Regions from separate parts of the Mus musculus genome. Here region 2 is linked to region 1. Evidence: chromatin contacts called from public promoter capture Hi-C data. All regions are on one chromosome and are shown on one strand. Each heading gives the region's core, a stretch centred on a gene start, on an enhancer-like site or on the middle of the called end of the contact. The rest is flanking DNA. Distances are from core to core; before and after follow the strand shown. Region 1 overlaps Sik3 (SIK family kinase 3). Region 2 overlaps Sik3 (SIK family kinase 3).

What was found. Capture Hi-C pulls out chosen DNA fragments and counts their contacts.
Region 2: a contact with region 1 is called in a promoter capture Hi-C map of adipose tissue. The contact joins two enhancer-like sites. A contact is called at or near these places in 3 of 484 Hi-C or Micro-C datasets (bone marrow-derived macrophages and embryonic stem cells), 12 of 115 datasets of contacts at active chromatin or transcription factors (CD8 T cells, the HPC-7 cell line, astrocytes and 5 more) and 3 of 9 other capture datasets (adipose tissue, liver and pancreatic islet).

What each region holds. Positions count from the first base shown.
Region 1 is chr9:46,028,412-46,034,509 of GRCm38.p6, forward strand. The region is part of intron 1 of Sik3 (SIK family kinase 3); the gene reads left to right. Among named protein-coding and RNA genes, the nearest start is that of Sik3, 19 kb to the left of the region's middle. Within about 2 kb of position 4,835, at least 61 of the 459 cell types and tissues checked have an H3K27ac peak or open chromatin away from gene starts, as enhancers often do. A contact at or near this core is called in the HPC-7 cell line, adipose tissue, astrocytes and 1 more, where this site is marked.
Region 2 is chr9:46,147,068-46,153,258 of GRCm38.p6, forward strand. All of the region lies in intron 3 of Sik3 (SIK family kinase 3), which reads left to right. Among named protein-coding and RNA genes, the nearest start is that of Gm46110, 70 kb to the left of the region's middle. Within about 2 kb of position 3,289, at least 120 of the 459 cell types and tissues checked have an H3K27ac peak or open chromatin away from gene starts, as enhancers often do. A contact at or near this core is called in the HPC-7 cell line, adipose tissue, astrocytes and 1 more, where this site is marked.

The sequences.
Region 1 (6,098 bases), core at 3,585-6,084:
ACCCACCTTGCTCCTGCTGGGCTGCAGAGGTGGACCACCTACCTACTCTGCTGAGCTTAGCTTATGGTTTCTTCACCTGTTCTCCATACACATTTTGTATGGACTGACTGATTTACAGATCTTCTCCCTGATCTGTGGCTTGTCTTTGACTTTTAGCAGTTTTCCTGCCGCACTGGGATTTTACATTTTGTCTGTTTTCTTATTTGTACAGCAAGTTCAATTCTGAAATTATATGTAAAGTGGTCTTTTCTGTATGTTCAGTGAGCTGGTTCCTGTTTTCTTTCCTTTCTTTTGTTTTTTTTTTTTTTTTTTTTTGTTTTTTCTTTTTCCAGAGCTGAGGACCGAACCCAGGGCCTTGTGCTTGCTAGGCAAGCGCTCTACCACTGAGCTAAATCTCCAACCCCTTTTTCTTTTCTTTCTTTTTTTTTTCTTTTGGTTTTTTTGTTTCTTGTTTTTTGAAATAAGGTATTTCAGTGTAGCCCTGGCTATCCTGGAACTTGCTGTGTAGACCAGGGATCTCCAACTTAGATATCCGCCTGCCTCTGCCTCCCGAATGCTGGGATTAACGGCGTGCTCAGCCAGGTCTGACTGATTTCTTATTCTTATTCAATTCTTTCTCCTGGGCATTTAAAAAAAATTCTCAAAGATGTCAACACTTTATCTTTCTACCTTATATATCTTATAAAATAATTAAATTTTGTAAAATATAGCAAAGAAAGTGATGGCTCCCACTCCAGAGAAAACATATTTATAACCAGATCCCCCCTTTTGAGACTGGGTCTTTTATATTTATTATCTATTATTGTAAGTGGTGTGTGTGTGTGGTGTACATATTTGGGTGCATGTGTATAGAAGAGGGTTTTTAAATGGGCAGGTGATGCATCCATACAATGCACAGATTTTCTCTCTGTGTTTTTGTTTTCCTTGTTGACCTTGAACTACTGACCCTCCAGACACCACCTCCCAAGTTCTGGATTATAGGCATGTGCTACCACATCTGGCCTTATTTATTTTTATTTCGAGACAAGGTATCACTCTGTAACCTAGGCTGGTTTGGAACTCATTGTGTAGTCCAGTGTGACTCTGAAATTAGAGTAATCATGTTGCCATGAGGATAGTGTTTCACACCACTCCATGTCTCTTATATTTTTCTTTCTCTTCCACTATGTTCCCTGAGCCTTGGAGGGCGTGGTATAGACATTCCATCTGTGGCTGAGCACTCTACAATCTCTTATTCTCACCACTTGTGAGCCTTTGCCGACTTCAAAGAGAAGATCCTCTGACCCAGGCTGAGAGCTGCCCTAATCTATGGGTATAAACATAAATATTTAGAAGGCAGTATGACGTCATGTCCATTTAGCATTTACTAGGAAGGTCCCGCCCCAGTGCTAATGAGCTTCCTGGGCATGCACGTCTGTTCAGGTTTGTAGTACTGGGAGTGAGTTTTCTGGTGTAGTGGCCTCAACTCCAGTTAGAAGGTCTTGGTTACCGCCTTAATAGTCATGCCACTGTTGGGCCAGTGGGTGTGTCTCTACTGGCAGTTTTTAATTGTATACAGTTTGTAGAGTTCCCAGCTGGTTACGGCAGTTAATGTCTTTCTCTTCCAGCAGCCTACATAGCGTTTTCCAGCTCTAGGAAAGCTAACTCTCAGGAGGGGGCTTCCAGTCTAGTTCCACCTTGTTTCTGAAGAACTTCTTATAGTATACGTAGTTCTGGCTTGATCTTTACTTTGTTTGTTTGTTTGCTGTTTGAGACAGGATTTCATGTAGACCATGCTGGCCTTGAACTCACCCTATACCACAGGATGAACCTGAACTTCTAATCTTCCCACCTCTACCTCTTAAGTACTGGGGTTGCAGGTGTGTGCCACACCCAGTTCCTGGGGTGCTGAAGATGGATCTGAGCCACTGCTCTGCCAGCTGTGTCACTGCCCTAGCGTCTGGCTCGGACTGTCTTTAAACCTCACTCCAGGCTTGCGGGATGACTGGAAGGCTAAGATCACTTACTACTGTCTGAGAAGTCAGCTTTTAGCAGGATGAGGTAGCTCAGGCCTTTATTAATCGGAGCACTCAGAAGACAAAGGCAGGTGGAGCTCTGGGAGTTGGAGGCTAGCTGCTCTACAGAGTGAGCTCCTGAACAGCCAGGGCTACAGGAGTGAAACCCCGACTTACAAACTTTAAAAGGGGGAAAAGAAACAAAATGAAAGAAAAAAGAACTGAGCTTCTTGCACTGGCATAGAATGCCTCCCAACCACCTGTACTGTGAGTTCCTAACTGACTTTTTCCGGCAAATGGCACCTACGCTCAATTACACCCACTGTGTATGCCACACAAACATAGTATTAAATCATGTCTAAATAGAAATAAAATCAGTCTTTAAAAAAGTCTCCCTCGTTACTTTGGGAATGTTTAGAAAAAAGAAATCTGTTTTTTTTCCCCCTCAATTTTCTTTCTCATTTAGAAAATGATTTCTCTTTATTTATGTATATTGATGTTCTGCTTATGTGTATGTATGTGTGAAGGTGTCTGATCCCTAAGAACTGGAGTTACAGATAATTGTGAGCTGCCATGTGTGTGCTGGGAATTGAACCCAGATGCTCTGGAAGAGCAGCCAGTGCTCTTAAGCACTGGGCCTCTCTCTCTCCAGCTTCCTCAGTTTGTAATGGGAGGGGAGCAGGAAGAGCATCAGGATAGTTGAGTTGGTGCTGGGTTACCTACAGAGAAGGGAGTGGAAGGCCATCAGCCTGACAGTGTTAAGGAGGGAGGGGGTGACGTGGCCGATGCTGTAGTGCCAGCAGGCAGAGCGCTGCGGATTCAAGAGTTCCAGTTCCTCCTGGCTATATAGTGAGACCGTTGAACCTTTTCACCCTCCTTAAAGAGGTTGCAGGAGTTCAGTTTAGTGACCTTGATTTCTCACCTTGGGCCTGGCATGTCACCTTCGTGTGATAAGTAGTACTGCAGTTACATACTGGGTAGCTTCTTGTGGAGTTTAGGAAACTGCTGAAAAAAAAAAATCACAGTTTCTGTACCGTGGCCTCTTTATCTCTGTAAAACATTAGACATTCCTAAACTATGAACTAGAGCATTCTCTTGGACTCCACTAATGTCTTTCTCCTGCACAGCCAACTTCAGGGTTCCCTTAGAGACCTTTAGTGAAGTCTGGAGAAGAGAGCCATTGGAAGCGCCATGCTTTTTGTGATTCCATTCTTGTTTTCGTTTTGATTGGAAAGTTCTAGAGTGCTTCCATGAAGTTCCATTAATTCTAAAAAACGAAAAACAACCAACCAACCCCCCCCCCAAGCTCTTATATTTACAAGTATAGTTTTGCATTTCTCCTTTTCTTTAAAACAACAGAGGTTCTGATGAACCTTCAGACTTGCCTTAGTAAACCTAACCTTGGATTTCAGAATTACTAAAGGAGAAAAATAAATCAAGTAGGTTTGTTTGGGACCCTTGGTCTCCACCCTGCAGTTAAGTGCCACTGAAAATAACCCTGGAATAAAGAGTTTTTTATGTGGCAAGTCTTCCTTCTTGAGTTTTCTCTGGGCAGAGAACGGGCTCCTTTTCTTGCAGATGTTCGTTTTTCTCAATGCTCGTCTTAACGGAGAGGCTTTGCACCTCAGTGAGCAGTGCGTCAGGAGAAGTTAGCTGGCTCCTGTTGATTTGTTGCCCCGAGATTTACTGTGCTTGCAAAGCACCTGTCCGCACTGGAGTTATGCTGCCTGGCCGGCCGGCCGGCCGGCTTTTACACTTGGTTCCAGGAGAGGCAGCTACCTGTTGGAACACAAGAGAAAGAGAAAGAGGAGCCAGCAAATCTCTATCTGCTTTCACAGAAGAGGCTTTCCAATTAGAAAGCTTTCGTAGGCTTAACCTTCTTGCCCTAAAGTAACCCAGTGTTTCATTATGGATTCTGCTGAGGTTTTGGGGCTCAGTGCCAGGAGGGAGAGGACTAAGAAGGAATGTGAAGGGAACATTCAGAGGATGGAGCCCAGCGTCCACAAAGTGCTGCTTCATAGACTTGCTCCAAAAATAACGTGCTCACCGTAGGGGAGCCAGAAGAGAGGTGCGGTCGCTGCACTTTTGGGCAGTGTCAGGGGCTGGGGTGTTGCTCCAGTGTGATTAGAGCTATGTTTCAGATGATGTCATTTAAAATTTTATGTTTGGAGAACATTGTCTTTGGAAATTAAGGGGGAGAAAAAGGTCTATTTGGTTTTATTTTATTTGTATAAGTGTTTGTATGTCTGTGCATCCACTTGCATTCTGTTGCCTATCGGAGACGAGAAGAGGTTGTCTGATGCTCTGAATCTGCAGTTAGAGGTGGCTGTGAGCCATCATGTGGATGCTAGGACCTGAACTGTGGTCCTCCGAAAGTGCAGCTGGTGCTCTTAACTACTAAGCAGGTTTTTTAATCCCTGCCTCTGGAAATGTTATTTACCCCCATGCAAAAGCTATTCAGCAAAGTTTAGAGGACTATCCTTCCAGATTGGAGGAAGTTCATCTCTCCGAACAGGGGCAGTGCTCTGCATGGTAGTCACTTAATCCTTGAAGTTCAGGTTAAGAGCTTGCTTCGATCTTGTAGGCCTTGAGCGATTAGGATTTGATTTAGAAAAGTTAGCATTGGATGTAACCGCTCCATGCCCTGAAGGTAGGAAGTGTTATAGTTCAGAGGCCCCTTCTAAGTAAGCTTAGAGTTATAAATAACATTGAGTGTGGAAATGCCTTGCACACAGACTCATAATTAGCAAGTCAGGAAGTTTGACTAGAAGGAATAAATTAACCTCAGTTGCTGATGGAGTGAGATCATGGAGGGAGCATAGCTGTTAAGTGTCATGTTCAAGCTGGCCCAGGAAGTGACTTGTCAGACTTGCTGGCCACCTCATGCTGCCTTGGCCTATCGGCATTTAGTATGTAGTAGAAGAAATGATGTTGCTTCACCATTTATAGAAAATAAGGGTTCCAAGTGGCAGTGGCTGAGAGAAGCCCTCCAGGTTGCCTCCCAGAGGCAGTGGATCTCATAACTGTCTTCAAGAGTGTTGATTTTTTTCCTTTTTCTTAAAAACAAAAACAAAAAAACAAAAATCGAAACAAAACAAGCCAAACAGTGGTGGCTCATGTCTTTAATCCTAGCTATTGGGAGGCAGGGACAGGTGGGTCTTTGTGAGTTCGAGGCCAGCCTGGTCTACAGATAGAGTTCCAGAACAGCCAGGGCTATACAGAGAGATCCCGTTTCAAAAAACCAAAACCAAGCAACCAAAGACCAACAACAAACTTTTTTTTTTTTAAATTTCAAAACAGGGCCTCACTGGACTGGGTAATCATGGCTGTTCTAGAACTCACTATGTAGACCAGGCTGGTCTTGGACTAACAGATCCTCCTGTCTCTGCCCCCTGAGAGCTGGTGTCAAGGACATGTACCACCACACCTGCTCGCTCCCTTCCTTCCTTCCTTCCTTCCTTCCTTCCTTCCTTCCTTCCTTTCTTTCTTTCTTTCTTTCTTTCTTTCTTCCTTTCTCCTGACTGTTAGAGATTGAACCTAGCTAAGGAAGGAAGCACTCGGCCGCCAAGCACACCCCCAGCCTCCTGAGGTATTTTGGGTATGGCCATTATTCACTCTCTTAAAGTAGGCGATCCACACAGCTGTGTAGTCCTACCCATACCTTCTTTTCTGGTATCTGGAGTGTTTCTCTGCTAGCCTTGGGAGGAGCTCTCTCCTTCCTCTTTTCTCTTACATGAAAGGGCCTGGTTTACTTTTAACTATTGAGTTACTTTCAATCTATTGCTGATTAAAAAAACCAGAGGGAGGTTTTTTTTTTTTAAATATTTTTTATTAGGTATTTTCCTCATTTACATTTCCAATGCTATCCCAAAAGTCCCCCATATGCCCCCCACTCCCCTACCCACCCATTCCCACTTTTTTTTAGATTTATTTATTATATGTAAGTACACTGTAGCTGCCTTCAGACACTCCAGAAGAGGGAATCAGATCTCGTTACGGATGGTTTTGAGCCACCATGTGGTTGCTGGGATTTGAACTCCAGACCTTTGGAAGAGCAGTCGGGTGCTCTTACCCACTGAGCCATCTCACCAGCCCCCCCATTCC
Region 2 (6,191 bases), core at 2,039-4,538, 120 kb after region 1:
CCTGGATGAGAACTGTAAGAAGCAGCCATGTCACAGCCTGCATGCTATTCTGTATTTACGTTTCTTCTACCAGATGAATTAGTCCATTGCTCTTACGTCCAGCCTCTCTCAGTTCTCAACACATGGAGAAAATAGCCAGATTCCTTGCTAGGATATCATAAAATGGCCTTTAGCCCAGTTTCTAATCTAGTTCTCATTCTCCTCTGAAACTCGGGAGCCAGGCCTTCACTATCTTCTGTTTGTCGTGGTAATTTGGTCATCCCAACTCCCACCAGAACGGCCCATGAAGCCTGTTTACAGCATGCTTGGGCTTGATACATGCCTGTCTTACTATGTCTTTATAATCTGGAAGCCCTTCTTTCCCCACTTGCCACATCATTTTTGTTTGTTCCTTTTCCTTTGTAGTCTCTTGCTTAAGAAGCTGGGCTGTTGGGCTAGAGAGATGGCTCAGTGGTTAAGAGCACCAACTACTCTTTCAGAGGTTCTAAGTTCAATTCTCAGCAACCACATGGTGATGGCTCACAACCATGTGCAATGGGATCTGATGCCCTCTTCTGGTGTGTCTGAAGACAGCTAGAGTGTACTTATATAAATAAAATAAATAAATAAATGTTAAAGAAAAAAGCTGGACTGTCTTGTAAGATGTGTAAGTACTAAATTTGGCTGTTCATGTCTCTCATCATGAAACATGTCCTCTTAGCTCTCGCACTTTCTCGTAAAGTGCCAGTTGTGGTTACAGTTTGCTTAAATGTAGGTGGAATTCCCTGGTGGAGAGGCAGGATTCTGCACACCTCTTCCATTGGTTCACTTCAAGTTTTGGATAGTGACTGGTTTCCACTTTAGTGATGTTCAGATAACCTGCAGGTTTAGCTGTGTCCCTGTAATCCCTTTCTGACCTTAGCCAGTTTTTGAAGCTGCTCCTCTCACATGGTCACCTAGAGACATGGTTCCATGCTAAAATACAAAGTGACGCCTGGTCCAAATAGCACGTCCTTCTAGTCCTGACACTGCCGAGGCTGGGATGGGATCATCAGAGTCTGTGTCTAGACAAGGTTCCATGGCAAGCTTGATTCAGGTCAGCTTGGGTTACACAGGAAGACCATGTCTCAGAGCAAAGTTCACCCCAAATGTTGCAAACTGGTAGTTTTCTAATTCTTTCATGCTTTCTACATTTATCAGTTTTAAAGAACTTTGCTTTAAAAAAACTAGAGATTGTAGCAAGGTCAGATTTCAAGCAAGTTGGTACCCTAATAGTGTCCAGTGGGACCCACTTGAGTTGTTTGTTTCTTTTCTGTGAGTCCATGGACTGGAATGTGGCTGGTGTGCTTTAGTCCACTGAGGTTTTCTTCTTCTTCTCCATCACCATCTTCTCCCTTTCTCTCTCCTCTCTATCACTGAGCTGCCTCCCTGTCCTGTGTCATTATTCTCTCACTACTCAAATTATTCCACTTCGGAACCACATCCAGTTGACTTCTCAATAACTCCTTTGCCTTTGAACAAGATTCTAGACCTTCCTTGAACATTCTCTGTCTTAGATTTAGAGTTAAACAGTCCCTATCTAAAGGAGAGAACACTAGGAGAGGGATAAGTCCTACCTCGGTAAGCAGTCATATTTATTTAATGTTAAATTAACATTATTCATTTAACATTGCTTTTCTGTTCCTCCTACACAAACGGAAGCACACCGCATGATATTTTTTTCTACGTGTAGGAACTCAAGAATAGAAGCATCATTCAGACTAGCCAACCTGTGCTGATACACTGGGACAGTATGAGAGGCATCTGTTTCTACTGCAGGAAACCACAATTAACATTTTATTAAAAGACTTTTGGGATAGGAGGAGGTGCCTTATCACAAGCAAACAGGCCTTTGGATTTAGAGATACGGAGCCCTGTGAAAATCAGTCATGCTTCATGTAATCATGTAAATGGGCTAGGTATCAAAAGTATTTAAAAAGAACAGAAAATGCCCTTAGTTTACAAAACCTGCTTAGTGGCAAAGTGAGTTTAAAAAAATATATGGTCAGAACTCTGTTGGTGGGTGGGTCCTGCATCCACATTTGTACTGGTTGCATTTCCCATGCCACTGTTCTCTGAACAACATACACATGTCAAGTACTTCACATGTGCCAGCTAGTGCACAAGTACAAGAAGCAGTGATGAATACAGAAGACACAAATCCCTGTTGACACTTGTTAGTAGGAGAGACAAACAACACACAAACTACATAGATGTGTAATTAGTCAGAAGATGATAAAGTGTGAAAAGTCTGGGGCCAGAGGAGCAGTGGAGAGTTGGCTCAGTTGTTAACAGCCCCTGCCGCTCTTGAAGGGGGACCAGAGTTCAATTCTTAGCATCCACGTGGTTTCTCACTACCTTCTGTGACTCTAGTTCTAGAGGCTCTGACTCCCTCTTCTGGCTTCTGTGGTCACCAGGCACACACGTGATACACAGAGAAGCATGCCAGTATAACACCCACACTAAGATAAAATCAAAGGGCAGTCAAGGGAGGACTCGGAGAAGGCTGTAATGCGATCAAAGTTCACATGTTGCTGGGAGAAAGTCAGGAGAGAACAGCGGTCCTAAGGCAAGAGCACTGTATCTGTTAGAACATGACAGAGTAGTAGGGAGAACTTTGGGGTAGTAGAATATCTCTGTATCTTTTGGAGCCAGGAGTTAAGTAAGACAGGCTTACTTGTGTGCACATGTGCAGACATTCTCACCAAGGAGTAACTCCCCAGGAAGAAAAACTGGCAGTAATTCTGCATCCTGATTACAGTGAGAAGGTTGTGTATCTGCATGTGTGCTAAAACGACACGGATACATATCACACCCATATCAGATTCTGGGCCTTGCTTCTCTTCTCTAATTGTGTAAGACTTAGCCATTGAGGAAGGTACTGGGGACCTGTTTGTATTCTCTTCCCAGTGACTTGTGACTGTTTAGAGAACAGATGCAGAAAGCCTTGGGCAGAATTGGAGATAATACTTAGGCATGTTATCAAGAGATCTTGAAATCTGGTGGCTGTTCACCCCAATTGGTGATGCTAGACAGGGTGGAAACCAGCGTGAGAAGTTGCTGGCTTCTGGGAATTTTGGGGGGTGGAGCTCATAGATTGCGTTGCTGTGTTGGATTGTGAGTCTGGGAGAAGAAATGTACAACACGGACCACTGGCAAGCTAGACAGACTGTAAAAAGAACCCCTAGCACGCCCAGAAGCCCTCTGTGTGTTTCTGCCAGGAAACAGAGCACCAAGCCTGCTTCCTCTACCCTGCGGCACCCTGACCTTCACGTCTGAGGACAATAGGAGAGCAAAGTGAGCACTCTCATTAACCTGCTTGCGGGCAGCTTGAGTTATTTTGGCCTCACCCTGGCTCTTTTGGAAAGAAGCATTTGCTTGATAAACAGGAAGTTGTTTCCAGGGCTGTAGGAAGAACAAATGATAGAACCAAGTAGCACTCTAAAGGGTTGCTGGCTCTGGTTAGTTTGGAAGGGCAGACATGGTTTCAGGCCACCACACAAGACCAGCAGAGGTGAGGCTGCGCTCACCTTCCATCTCAGGAAACAGTTTTGCCCATTGCTTGACCTGCCGTGGTTTCCATCAGCTCTGAAGAAGGAGACAGTCTGCACAGAGTGGAAAAGTGACTTATTTTAAGAAATGTTAGCTCCCTTCCTCTGTTCTATTAGTGGCATACCTCTAAGACGCCAGTGAGGCTGCTGGTCTAGGCAAGCAAAAACTGGCCTGTGTGTTTTATTCTTTGAAAGGTTCGAACTTGAATATCCACAGCATATCCCACCTCCACTTGGTGCCCCAGTAGACTGGGACAGAGTGAGAGTGAATTCTGAGGCAGGTCTGTGTGCTAGTGCTGTAGTGTTTTTGAACTGCAGACTCCATTCATTATTCTGTCACCCTCAGAGGGTATGTGAGCCTCAGAGTGCCACTGATGTTTGAAAGACTTCATGGGCGAGCACCTGAGGACCCATGGCAAGTGACCTGCCATGACTGGTAAGTGGGAAGAGATCCTCTGCCCCACTTTTGATAAGACCTCAAAAGGGAAGGAAATGCATTTCTGTTTTAGCTGGCTGGAGCCATGTTACAGTAAAGAACACTTAAATCAGCACCACATTTCAACAATAAGCTGCCAGTTAGTGCTGGGAAAGGTCGGCATGGCAGACTTTACATAGCAGGTGTCTCCTTGATGTCTGCTGAGGGAAGGAAGGGCAAGAATCAGAAGCTGATCAGAAGCCAAGGTCTGGGTACAGTTGAGACTCTATCAGGGCTGGCATTGGTAGCCAAGACACAGGAGAGCTAGCTCACCAAATGGCCTGGAGGAAGTTACTTCTAGCTGGAATCCTGCTGAAGTCCAGACTGCTTTTCTTTGACTGTTTCACTGTGTGAAAGTGCCCCACTGTAGATTCAGATCCTCTGACTGTGTAAGTGTAGGCTGGCTACTGTTCTGGGTTTCTCCCTCAGAGGTTAAATATCCCATCTGGACTTGAATATTTGCTTCCTGCCCACTGAGTCTGTAGGAACATAAAGCAACCATTTGTCAGCAGACCACTGAAAGGCAGGTTTCTACAGGGAATGAAACTGCAGGCCATTGGTTTCCTGGCACACCCACCTGATATTAGACTGAGAGCAAACTAATGGGTGGGGGGAGCCCAGTGCATGAAAATAAAAGCTGAGGCTAAGGTGTGAATGCACATGAGCCCAGAAGACAGAGCTGGAGGAGAGGAGCACAGAGCCCAGCGAGGAGCAGCAGAGTCAAGTGCTGGACTTGGGGAAGCCTGATGTGCCGCAGCTGCTTAAGTGACAGCCACAGCTACACCCACAGTTACAGCAGTAGTGTGTGGATGTTTGTAGTCGCAGTTCTGGGTGGTGTGCGTATTCCAGGCTACCCAGTATGCTGCCACTGATGCCTTCCGCCCGGACCCCAGAGTGATGAGGGTTCTGAGCAGCACAGGCAGCTGTTGGAGAGCTTGGAGCTCTTCACAAAATTCTTAACTCTTCCCCGCCATGGCGCTGAGTGAACATGTAATAAGTGTATTTTTAAATGTTGAAAATTCAAGATTTGTTATATATGGTAACTCTTAAGAGTACAAGTTTATCCCCAAATGCAGGAGCTTTTTCATTGGTCCTGGCTTGTGACAGTTGGCTTCCATTTAACAGAGCAAGGGGAGGTGAGGCTGTTGGCAGTATAAATGTTTTATCCAAGGACAACCAATGTGTCATTGTGGAGATAAAACAGAACTAGGCTGCACTACACTAGCCTGAACTCTATAACAAGTTTGAGAATTTTCCAACTATTTTAGAAAAATAAGGTACTTAGACATTTGTAAAGAAGGTTTTTTTTTTTTTTTTTTTAAATGAAAGAAAATCCCTTATTTTGGAAATCACAAAATGAATCATTCTGTCTTGTTTGAGAAGCTTTGATGTGTTTTGGTAATTAGTGTTTACTGCCAGACGAATGTCTCTTGGGCATTTTAATTAGTGGGTGGCATGGCCCAGTGAGCTTCTGAGCTTCTGATGGTAGCCCTTCAGAAGAGTTACTCTTGTGTTTCTCAAGAAGAGCGGCCTCCTCAAAGCTCTTTAATTAGGTCAAGTTTAGCAACTAAAACATATTATTAGAATAATTAGGCCCCTCTTAAGGGAATGGGGGGGGTCAGGGAACAGGTACTGTTAGAGCGGGATCGCTTAAAATCTAGTGTCCTGCCTCTGATGAACGTCCAGTTCCTGGGCAGCTGTGGAACACTGCTGTCTTCAGTCAGGGACTTTCTATTCAGAGATTTCCCCCACCCCCACCATGGATCTCACCAGCAGCCTAAGTATGCTGGGTATAAGCTCTCCGTTCCATTCTGGCCTCTGTGTGAAGCTGTCTCTTACCTCCAGCCTAGAGTCTTATTGTCCTCTCCTTTTTTTCCCTATTAAGTTGCAAGTAACTGTGCTGGGTTCCTTGTTTGTTTGTATTTGTTTTTGTTTTTAAGGGAACCACTTTAAAGATTTGCGTATAGGAAACAAAACATTATAACAGATCTTTTAAGGGTTGTTTGCTTTGTCTATTTTTAGTGATTTCAAAGTCTCTTCCTAGGTGGCCCAAAGCTGGCCTCAAACAAGATGTCCCCTGCCTCAGCCTCCCAGGTACTAGGATGATAGCATTGTTGCCACACCTGGCTTGACTGATCTTTCTTAGT